Linked DNA regions of Sus scrofa: all the other regions are linked to region 1. Evidence: chromatin contacts called from public HiChIP or PLAC-seq data. All regions are on one chromosome and are shown on one strand. Each heading gives the region's core, a stretch centred on a gene start, on an enhancer-like site or on the middle of the called end of the contact. The rest is flanking DNA. Distances are from core to core; before and after follow the strand shown. Region 1 holds the start of MALSU1 (mitochondrial assembly of ribosomal large subunit protein 1). Region 2 overlaps IGF2BP3 (insulin-like growth factor 2 mRNA-binding protein 3). Region 3 holds the start of NUPL2 (nucleoporin-like protein 2). Region 4 overlaps NUPL2 (nucleoporin-like protein 2).

Evidence for each region. HiChIP or PLAC-seq counts read pairs in DNA pulled down with a chosen protein or histone mark.
Region 2: an H3K27ac HiChIP or PLAC-seq map of alveolar macrophages shows a contact between it and region 1. The contact joins the enhancer-like site here to the promoter of MALSU1 in region 1. A contact is called at or near these places in 12 of 47 Hi-C or Micro-C datasets (adipose tissue, brain, embryonic fibroblasts and 8 more) and 2 of 2 datasets of contacts at active chromatin or transcription factors (alveolar macrophages and skeletal muscle).
Region 3: a contact with region 1 is called in an H3K27ac HiChIP or PLAC-seq map of alveolar macrophages. The contact joins the promoter of NUPL2 here to the promoter of MALSU1 in region 1. A contact is called at or near these places in 10 of 47 Hi-C or Micro-C datasets (embryonic fibroblasts, heart right ventricle, liver and 2 more) and 2 of 2 datasets of contacts at active chromatin or transcription factors (alveolar macrophages and skeletal muscle).
Region 4: an H3K27ac HiChIP or PLAC-seq map of alveolar macrophages shows a contact between it and region 1. The contact joins the enhancer-like site here to the promoter of MALSU1 in region 1.

Annotation. Positions count from the first base shown.
Region 1 is chr9:92,087,029-92,089,809 of Sscrofa11.1, forward strand. MALSU1 (mitochondrial assembly of ribosomal large subunit protein 1) reads left to right here and starts at 1,381. Exons shown (of 4, transcript XM_021063453.1): 1 at 1,381-1,663. The coding sequence starts at 1,408.
Region 2 is chr9:92,211,030-92,213,810 of Sscrofa11.1, forward strand. The region is part of intron 3 of IGF2BP3 (insulin-like growth factor 2 mRNA-binding protein 3); the gene reads right to left. Among named protein-coding and RNA genes, the nearest start is that of IGF2BP3, 60 kb to the right of the region's middle. Within about 2 kb of position 1,437, at least 13 of the 83 cell types and tissues checked have an H3K27ac peak or open chromatin away from gene starts, as enhancers often do. A contact at or near this core is called in alveolar macrophages, omental adipose tissue and retroperitoneal adipose tissue, where this site is marked.
Region 3 is chr9:91,980,294-91,983,074 of Sscrofa11.1, forward strand. It overlaps NUPL2 (nucleoporin-like protein 2), which reads left to right and starts at 1,420. Exons shown (of 7, transcript XM_021063448.1): 1 at 1,420-1,644. The coding sequence starts at 1,527.
Region 4 is chr9:91,998,486-92,001,266 of Sscrofa11.1, forward strand. It overlaps NUPL2 (nucleoporin-like protein 2), which reads left to right. Exons shown (of 7, transcript XM_021063448.1): 6 at 942-1,026; 7 at 1,657-2,781. The coding sequence ends at 2,216. Among named protein-coding and RNA genes, the nearest start is that of NUPL2, 18 kb to the left of the region's middle. Within about 2 kb of position 1,441, at least 1 of the 83 cell types and tissues checked has an H3K27ac peak or open chromatin away from gene starts, as enhancers often do. A contact at or near this core is called in alveolar macrophages, where this site is marked.

The sequences.
Region 1 (2,781 bases), core at 131-2,630:
AAAATAATTCTAGCTGTCAGCATGGAGGATAGAAAGAGTAAAGATGGATTGGTGACAATAGAGACAGGTGGGAGGCTATCTCAGCAATTAGCCAACCGCTACTGAGGGCTCAGACCAAGAAGGTTAGTGGGAATGAAGACAATAAGTTGGATTCAAAAAATATTTCAGAGGTAGCATAAGCAGCATTTGATGATGGAATAGTTGTTTCAGGGAAATTATGCAGTGAATTTGGGGGACAATGACCCATTAAACGAGACAGCAAATACAAGTGGTAAAGCAGGTTTGGGATGCTCAGATAAAAGAGTGGAAACACACCTAATGCAAATGCTGGGGGAAGCATGTTCATACCCATGCCTATGGGGAAATGGAAGTAAAGAGGATGAAACAACTTTCTAGCACTTTATTCTTCCTGTTTTCAAAAATAACTTGAGACAACTGTCAATATTTGTGGTGGTGCACACAGTTGCTTATATTAGTTTCTGTAGTTTTTAATTTTAAAAAGTAATGCTTGGAATTATTTCTTTAAAAGAAATAATGTATCAAGCCTCTGGAATACCCACTATGTGCTTGGAACTGTTCTAGGCATTTGAGATATTTGCCTTCTACTTGCCTCTTCCTTTCAGGAGTGATCCAGCTGGACTTTAGAAATAGGTGGTTCCATTTTGCCCCGAGGCCAGTGACTCTTCCTTCCTGGGTCTCTTTCACCTCTCAACTCCTATGATTCAATACTGTAAGGGCAACTCAGTATTCCTTATTCTCACCGAGGTGGGCCCCACAGTGCAGTTCATTGCCATAATTCCTTTCGGGGAGTGTACCTGAAGGGCTGACTTACTTAGAACGTTTTCCAAATGGTCTTTTACACCTCTGCCTCCTACCCAATCGTAGCCAAAAATAATTGATTTTCCTCATGGACTTTCAAATTTGCAAGGGAATCTCGGTAACATTTTTGGTAATGGGGTAATCCTAATTCCTTACTAACCAAGAGCAGCAATTTCTGTACTTTAAGCTTTACGCGCTGTGAGCGAACAGTTAAAAACAAAATAAAAATTTCTCCTTTCACGCAGTTTACATTCTAATGAACGGAGATGTCAAAAAAAACAACAAAAACAAACAATACAAGGACGACACAGTGCATCATTATTGTGCAGGGCAAAGTAAGGTGAGTAGTGAAATACGAGTCTCTTGACTCCTGAGAAACCGAATCTTAAGTAAATTCTTCCGGGTCTCTGACCTCCGCCCGCTTGGGTTTCATACTCCGCCCACTGCCCCACCTTCTGGCACTGGCCACACCCACGCTCATGACGTCTATTTTCCCGGCCCTGGCTCACTGACCTGGCCAATCGAAAGCCACAGACCCGCTAGAGCCCCCTTAAGCCCCGCCTGGTGAGTCGACGCACTTTGACGGCGATGTGGCCCGGCGGCAGCTTGGCGCGGCGGGTCGGGTCGCTTCTCTGGCGCCGGGCCCTTTACCCTGGAGCCTGGCCTGCGGTTAGCGTGGGGCCCCGGTTTCAGCAGCTGGCGGTGGGACAGCTTCCGGCGAGACCAGCGCTCGGCCATGCCTGCTCGGCCCCTGGCCGCAAGCGTGGCCTGCACGGGGTGCCGGGCCTGGAGGAGCGAATCCAGGGGACAGCCGGCGAGGGGCGCCCGGAGTCAGGCCCTGCAGGTACGGGCTAGGAGGAGGGAGCCGTGTTCCAGGCGAGGAGGCTCTGGTTTCCCTCTTTATGCGTTTCTTTTGGGTCACAAAACTACAGAGCAGAGCTGGAAGGGACTACAAAGGTTGTCGGCGCCACCTTTGCATTTTGCAGTGAGGCCAAGAGGTGAACTGAAGTCTCGCAAACCCCAGGCGCCCCCGGACCCTTGGCCACACAACGTAGCTGTTCTCATCCCCCTTTACATCCTTCCTAGGGTTCTGAGAAATGGACTTGTCGAGAGTATTGGGGCGTGAGGATTTTTAGGAAGAGCTAGGGGCTAGAGGCTGAGGGGTGCGTAAGAAGCGCTAAGATGGAGCTAATTTAAGATCCTGTAATTATTAGAAGTTTTTAGAAACTTGAGAGATGGTAAACGTATCACATCTGTGAAAGACCAGAGTATGAGAGGGAGAGATCTTGGTGGACTTAGCCCCTAGGTCTTTGGGAGTCAGCTTTAGAATTTAAGAGAGCTATAAATCCACAGGCTCTAATTCTCCAAGGTGAAAAACAGAATATCTAAATCTCTACAGAAAAAGAAAAAAAAAAAAAAAAAAGGTTTTCACCGTATCAGTTGTTACATAACCCAAATGGCATTGTAAGAAAAACTTAAGAGTTGAAAATGAGAATTGTTCTTAAAATTTTAACTCTCTGATCATTGATGGATTTGGGGCCACAAACGTACTCTGCTAGGTCTCAGTTTCTCTCTCAAATGAAGGTTATGGACCAGATACTACTACCTAAGAGCCCTTCCTGTTCACAGTTCTAGTTCTGTGACCCTTTATGGCTGAGATTCAATTTAAGATGCCCCAAGATACTACCACCTCCCCAAATTGTGCTCCTGTTTTTCTCTCTTTGTATAGCAGTTCTCTGCTTGAACTGTATACCTCATTTCATCAAGCACTAGAACGGAAAGCTGTTGTTGCTAATAGTTCTATTTGCATGTGCTAATAGGAAAGGATGTGTGGTGGCTGTCTGACCTGAGCACCCTTCCCATGAAAGTTGAGGGGTATTACAGGAGACCATAGCCCAGGTTCAGCTTCTAGGAGGCCTGGACCCTGCTGTTTTTCAAAACATATAAGACCCAGACATCCTC
Region 2 (2,781 bases), core at 187-2,686, 120 kb after region 1:
GGACCCTCCAGATTTACAGTCAGCCAAACCCAAGTGTGGGTAGCCTGGGCATCCCACTGCACCTGGCATCTGAAATGAAGGCAGTCCTATAAGGTGGAGCCTTTAATGTGTGCAGTCAGACACTAAATCCGATAGTGTCAGAACTGAACTGAACTGTAGAACACCCAGTTGGTGATGGAGAGTGGGAGAAGTGGTACTGAAAAAGACACCACCCACTTGGTATCAGAAATGTTGTCAATAAAAACGACATAAGTCGGACTTCCTGTTGAGATGCAGCGGAAATGAATCAGACTAGTACCCATGAGGATGTGGGTTTGATCCCTGGCCTCTTGCCGTGGCTGTGGTGTAGGCTGGTAACTGCAGCTCCGACTCAACCCCTAGCCTGGGAACTTCCATATGCAACGGGTGCGGCCCTAAAAAGCAAAAAAAATAAAAGTAAAAAAACTTTTTAAATGACACAGGCCGCCTTTCTCAGTGTTCTCAATCAGGCCCCTCAAACCTCTTACCTCACATTTATGGTACCATTTGGCACAGAAAACAGCCATTGTTAGGTTATGTGTTTTTAGGGCTCTTGAGATCTTAAAACGAAGATCTATCAATCCCATGCAGAAAAAAGATTACTAAGTTTTTAAAAGTCACTTTGTTTGGTTGTTTGGCCATGGAGCATTAAAGTTTGGATCACTATTACCTTATTTCCCACCCCCAAGTAGTTAACTTCTTTCTTTTCCTCCCAGTCTTTATACATGGGATCACACTTATTCCTAATCACCAATCTAAATGTGAAGCAGTAGAAGAATCATGTAAACCAGAAACAGATTTACCAACGATTTCTTCTTTAATCTCCCATGACTTCAAGTGAATGCTACTAAAACCCAAAACCTCTTTTTGTATGACCTTTTCTGTTTACAATCATTAGCAATCTGTTTGTGGTCGTGAACTGTTTAATGTAATTCAGACAGAGAGGACCAAGTGTATTCATTTGAAGAGTTACAGCACTCATTATGAAACTGAAAAAGTAATTTCACGACTTGGCACTAACACAGAATCCTAAAATGAGCGCTCAGGCGCCTATAAGAATGGTTTTAAAGCTTGAAAAAACATAAGAGGAGCCCTCTACGGTCACCCCTCCATAAGGTGGTTGTGCCTGCATGTTGTTTTTTCCACTTACACGTGTTAAGATACTTAAAATAGTTGACTTTTCTTTTTCTTTTTTAGGGCCGCACCCTCAGCATATGGAAGTTCTCAGGCTAGGGATCCAATCAGAGCTACAGCTGCCGGCCTACACCACACCCACAGCAACGTGGGATCTGAGCCGCGTCTGTGACCTACATCACAGCTCAGGGCAACGACAGATCCCTGACCCACTGAGCAGGGCCAGGAATAGAACCTACTTCCTCAGGGATACTAATCGGATTCATTTCCAATGCACCACAATGGGAATTCCCCAGATGCCTGACTTATGACTGAATCCTCTACAGGGTGGTGGCTATGGGGATAGGAAAGAACACCAAAGGAAGTATTGGGGGGGGAACCTTAAAATACTTGATGTCCTATGGCCAGAGGGCCAAAGGGAGAAGGAGCATCAAAGATAACTAAGGCCAGGCCCATGTGACCTACATAATATTAAATTTCACAGAGAAAGCAAAGCAATGACCCAAGAGAGAAAAACATCAGTTTCAGACACCCTAAGATCAATGGATATTCAAGAGAATGTTTGCTTCCAATGGAAAGTAAAAACAAAAATTGTAGAAACAAGTAGAATTTTTAAGAGAGAAAACAGAGTGCCCGGAAATGCTGACATTTGAGAATAGAGAAGCACATGTCAGGGACTGTAACCATGACTAAAACCTGCAGGGAGAGGAACTGAGAACATAACTGCTGCAAAGAAAATGAAGAAACAAGGACATGCCCAAGGATGTGGTCCCCAGAGCGGCATGACCATTTCCCAAGACACCAGGCTTTTTGGAGAAAGGGCCAATTAATTCCAGTCCTTGCAGCTGAACATGTTCAAGATAAACGTGGGATTTCTTAAACCAACTGTCAAGGAAACTATCAACTACCAAAAAGGCATCAAAAGGACATGACAGGTCTCTCAAGACAGGATAATTTGAGAATCAATGACAACAATTCCAGTAATCTTGAAACTCAAAAGCTCATAAATCACACCCAAAAAAACCTCACTGGTCAAAAACCAAAATTCACTCATCATCCTTGAAGGATGCTAAAGCAACCAATATTTATAGGGTAGTAAATAAGTGAAAAAAATCAAGCATTTTTTTTCTCTCTTTTACAAACTGTGCCTTACAGTAACTAAATAGCTAAAGAGGACAAATTCCTCTTTAGAAATGCATTCTAACTAATAACTGAGGAAATAGTAGAAGAGTATTACCATCTTGCAGCCATATAATAATGCATCTAAGCCAATGGTTAGTGGCACTTCACAAAACAAAGACATTAGGTACCTCCTGATGGAAGGATATATACATCATGACCTATTACTTTGTCTTGTCCAAACAAAGCAAAAGTGAACTTGAATCTAATTCAAGACCCACAAAGGTCAGAAGAACATAATAATAAGCAACCACATATGGATGTAGTTCAGCAAAACAAGTGGAACTTTCTGCAGAATAAACCAACTTCGACAAATACACTGCACCAAAAAAAAAAAAAAAAAGGAACCTATTGAAAAACGTTGAAAAAGATCTTATTTGAATCCAGACTCAATTTCTTAAAAGTAAAAAATCAAAGAAATGTGAACCATTTGATTGTTATTTGAGAGTT
Region 3 (2,781 bases), core at 170-2,669, 110 kb before region 1:
TGGTTTCACCTATGATAATTATAAGACTGATTTTGAAATCTGTGAGTTTGTTTCTGTTTCATAAATAATTGTTTTAAATGGCCACACCCACAGCATGTGGAAGTTTCCAGGCCAGGGATCAAACCCAAGCCATAGCAGAGACCTACACTACTGCAGTGACAACACCAGATCCTTAACCTGCTGTGCCACAAGGGAACTCATATAATTTCCTTTGTATCATTCTTATTAGATTCCACATGTAAGTGATATCATATTGGGAGTGCCTGTTGTGGCTCAGTGGTAACAAACCAACTAATATACATGAGAACCTGAGTTCGATCCCTGACCCCACTCAGTGGGCTAAGGATCCAGCATTGGTGTAAGCCATGGTGTGGGTCGCAGACATGGCTTGGATCCTGCGTTGCTGTGGCTGTGGCACAGGCCAGTGGCTATAGCTCCAATTCAACCCCTGGGAAGTTCCATATGCTGAGGTTGTGGCCCTAAAAAAAAATAATAATAATAATAATAATAATAATAAAATATCATTATATTTGCCTTTGATGCACTTTCCTGTGAATTTTAGCTCCATCCATGATGCTGCAAACGGCATTATTTCATTCTTTTTTATGGCTGAGTAGCATCCCATTGTGTAAATACGCCACATCTATACCCAATCATCTGTCCATGGACACTTGGGTTGCTTCCACGTCTTCGCTATTGTAAATAGTGCTGTGATGGACACTGGGGTGCATGTATGTTTTTGAATTATGGTTTTCTCCAGATATATGCCCAGGAGTAGAATTATGTGGATTTTTTTATTTATATGTGGACTTTAAAGAACAAGGTTTCTCTGTATGTAGTAAGATAAGAATGTAGTACTTATCTGAAGATGGGGGTTATTATGATACTTTTTATTTACAGTTTGTCCTTAAAATCTTCCCTGGGAATTCCCTGGTGGTCTAGTGTGGTTAGGGCTCAGCGCTTTCACCATTTTCACCCATGTGGTCCAGGTTCAAGCCCTGGCCTGGGAACTGGCTCTAAAAAACCCAAAACTATTTCCTGTTAACCCTCACAACTGGCTTTATCTAACACTGTTGTCCATCCTGATGAATGACTGGGCAGATCTTTGCTCTCACCGGTTACAAATGAAAATTACGACTAGGTCTCTCAAACCACAGCCACAGCTAATCCTTCTCTCAGGGCCGTGCTGGAGTTCTGGGTTTGCCTGACTAGCTTTCCTCTCATTTTGGACCTCAAGCTTCCCTTGAAGGCCGAGGTCCTTTGCCAGGGTCTCTTACCCGCTTTTCCTCCACAGCTGATTCAAACATCCCGCCCTCCCAGGCCATCCTTGTTGCATAGGGGCGGACCTTCTCTTCTCAAACCCTATTGGGTATAATCCGCTCCTCTCACCGCACAAGCGAGCCAGGGCCTTTCCCAGGCGCGAAAAAATTACGTCACAGTAGCGGTTCCGGGTCCTCCCGTAGCTTTAGGTTCTCTGCTGGCAGAGGGTAAGGAAGGAAGGCCTCTCCGTCTGAGACGCCCTTGCCATGACCATTTGTCAGTTTTTCCTTCAAGGCCGGTGCCGCTTTGGAGACCGGTGCTGGAACGAACACCCCCGCGCCGGGGGTGCGGGCGGAGGACGGCAGCAGCAGCAGCAGCCCCCAGGTGACGTTCTCATCAAGCCTTCGCCGCTAGTTGATCTGGGCAGAGCTTGGCGTGAGTCCGGCTAGAGAGGTGCGAGCGGCCGCCGTGGGGCCCTCCGCCGGGCACAGCGCCACGGCGTACCAGTAGGGTGACGCGGACGTGCCTGCGTCGTCCCCTCGCCCGCCCCGCCCACCGACATTTTTAGCCATTTATTAGTATCTCGGTAGACTTGTTGGGCAGGTGAAGGCAGGTGCTTGCTTCGTCGTGGGTACTAATGCAAAACAATGAATTTTTTAAGTCGGAATTACGTGTCAAAACTACCTTGTCTTTTGGTGGCAGTGGTTCGGAGAATTGGCGTAGTTCGAGGCAGACTCTTCCTTGCTTTACTGTACTCCTGGGTACTTGTTTTTTTTCCCGTTGACGCCTTGAGCATAACTTTCTCTAAACTTTTTTTTTTTTTTTAATAGGGAGGGGCTAGCAACTGGGGTCATAGTCAGGACTCTCAATTTGGGGAAAGTCGTAAACTCCTTTGAAAAATCTAATAAAAACTACAGAGCCATAAGCCTCAGATAAATGCAAATGATGATAAAATTGGGGGTAAAATTGGGAGAATGGGATGCCCAATTAAGAACTCCGGGCTAGGAGTTCCTGCTGTGGCTCAGCGGGTTAAGAATCTGACTAGTATCGGTGAGGATGCGGGTTGGATTTTTGACCCGGATCAGTGGGTTAGGGATCCCTCATTGATGCAGGTTGCGCCATAGGTGGCGGGATGTGGCTGGGATCTGGCGTTGCTGTCTTTGTGGAGTAGGCCCGCAGCTGCAGGTCTGATTCAGCCCCTAGCCTGGGAACTTCTATATGCCAAAGGTGAGACTGTGGGGGAAAAGAAAGAAAAAAAAAAAAACTAAAAGGAAAAAAAAATTGTTTGTTTATGTCAGGAGTGCCCTTGTGGTGCAGCGGGTCAGAGATACGATATTGTTACTAGTGTGGTGCAGGGTCAATCCCTGGCCCTGGAACTCCCACATGCCTCGCTCTGCAGTCAAAAAAAATAAATAAATAAACAAAATAAACAAACAAACAAAACCACAAAGCTGTTCATTTTCAATTTATATAATTAAGTGTAATATCAACAAATTACGTAATGGTCCAGTCAACAATATT
Region 4 (2,781 bases), core at 191-2,690, 88 kb before region 1:
ATTGAAAAGTATTTTTCTGGAGTTCCCATCGTGGCTCAGTGGTTAACGAATCCAACTAGGAACCACGAGGTTGAGGGCTCGATCCCTGGCCTTGCTCAGTGGGTTAAGGATCCGGTGTTGTTGCCGTGAGCTGTGGTGTAGATCGCAGATGCGGCTCGGATCCCACGTTGCAGTGGTTGTGGTGTAGGCTGGCGGCTACAACTCCGATTCAACCCCTAGCCTGGGAACCTCCATATGCCATGGGAGCAGCCAAAAAAAATGGCAAAAAGACAAAAAAATTATATATTTTTTTTTCCTGGGAGCTCCCTTGTGGTTCAGTGGGTTAAGGACCCGATGTTGTCTCTGTGAGGATGCGGGTTCAATGCCTGACCTCACTCAGTGGGTTAAGTTGCTGCCAGCTATAGTGTAGGTCACAGATGTGGCTCAGATCTGGTGTTGCTGTGGCCATGGCATAGGCCTGTAGCTGCAGCTACAATTCAACCCCTAGCCTGGGAATTTCCAGGGCATAAGTGTAGCTGTTTAAAAAAAAAAAAAAGAATAATTATTTTTTTGGAGTTCTCTTGTGGTACAGCAAATTAAGGATCTAGTGTTGTTGCTGCAGTTACCTGGGTCACTGATATGGCGTGGATTCCATCCCTGACCCAGGAACTACCATATGCCACAGGTGCAGCCAAAAAATTAAATAAAATAAAAGGTATCTTTATGTTTTAATATGTATTCATCAAAGAAATTCAGAAAATGTTTTAAAAGCATAAATAAAAACCATCCATAATTTATCAGCTAGATAATCACTCTGAATTCATTGAAGCTGGTCCATATTTTATCTGAGTATTCATTTGTGGGCATTTTTCTCTGTTAAGCATTTACCATCACATTTTTAAGTGCACATTGTAAAAATTTAATTTGGCTATATAAAGTGTATATTCTTTCTTTTTTAATAGCTCTCTGATGTAAAAGATGGAGTAAAGCAAGCAGCACCTGCATTTGGATTTGGCAGTAGTCAGGCAGTAACATTTGGGTCACCAGGTAAGTGATGGAGTAATGCAGGACTTCACTGATTTCTAAAAATAGGATTTTATAGGTTTCAAATCATAAAGCCTGAAGGTTGATTAAGTGCCATTTCAAGTCACTCTTGTAAATTCTACCACCTTCTATAAGAGAGCTTCAAAGAATTTGACTCATCAAGCATTTGTGAAATGGGGGCCGGAATGGGCATGTTCTCTGAAAGACCCTCTAGCTTAGAAGTATATTTTAGGAATGGTTTTTCAAGAGTTTTATAGTAATACGTTACTATGATAGTAGCACCTTTGAGGACTTTCTTGTCCCTATACGTAACAGCAGAATTTTGACCTCAAGTGACAGACCCAGTGACATGAGGGACAAGCTGAAATGAAGAGTCACTCCCTCATCCCTGAGTTTTCTCAAGAGCAGTCTCTGTGAGTAAAGGTAAATTACAGTACAGATGAGATCAGTGTAGCAGAAAGACAGACCACAGGGTTTCGTGGGTTTGTCCTGGCTTCTCATTTTCATGTTTTTCTTCTTCCTTCCAGGAAGTTTCTCATCATTTAAACATGGCAGAAATAAGAAAAAAAAAGGAGGCATGGGATAGACATATAGCTACCTTTTCTAATATTTTTTTTTTCTGTTTCTTTGTAGGTTTTCCAGTGAATAGCAACAGCAGTTGTAGTGCTCAGAATTTTAGTTTTAAACCAAGGTCTTCATTTGCTGCTGCCCCCTCTGGAAGTCCTTCTGTGTTTGGGAGTACTCCGGCATTTGGAGCCACACCCTCTGCCAGTTCTGCCATCAGCGCTTCTGCCCCAACTTTTGGACTTGGGAAGCCCGAAATCACATCTGCTGCTTCATTTTCGTTTAAAACCCCTGCAGCTTCTGGTTTTGGATCATCCGGATTTTCAGGATTTCCAGCTCCAATGGCAGCAGACCCTGTTGCCCCAGCCTTTGGAAGTGGCAGTTCTGTGGCTGGTTTTGGTAGTCCTGGCTCACATTCTCATGCTGCTTTTTCCAAGTCATCCAGTGACACCTTTGGAAATAGCAGCCTATCCACCTCTCTCCCAGTCTCACATGGCACAACAGATAATGTATTATTCACACCCAAGGATCAACTAACAGTGGAAGAACTAGAACAATTTCAATCTAAGAAATTCACTTTGGGAAAAATTCCCTTAAAGCCACCGCCTGTGGAACTCATAAATATTTAAAAGGGCAATTTTAAATATAGAAAAGAACAGTTTTTAAAATTGTTTTGAGTGGTTCATATGAAAGAGCAAATATATATACACATTTAAATTTATAAGAAATGTAAACTTTTAATAACATTAGTTTTTAAATTTAACATTTTCCCCTTGAACCTAACTATTTAAATGGAACATAAAAAATACTCAAGAACAGATTTTTTTTAACTATTATTATGAATGAAACTGAAAAAATGATCAATCCACACTGAATAAAGTACTTTTCTTATTCTACATCACTTTACTGTCTTACCATTTAAAATTTTAGCTTTAAACTTTTTTAAAGAAATGAGACAGTTTTTAGAACCAGTAGGGAAAAATGCTTGAATGTTTAACCTACTTACCAAATAAATATCAGAAGCCTGACTTTCATGTTCAAGAAGATTCTCTTAACGAAATAGCAGTTTTTAAAGGGCGGAAACTTTTATTTTCAGGACCTAAGGGGCGTTTTCCCCTCACAGTTTTTTTTTAATGGGCCACTCCCAGAGCATGCGGAAGTTCCCAGACCAGGAAATGAACCCGAGTCACAGCA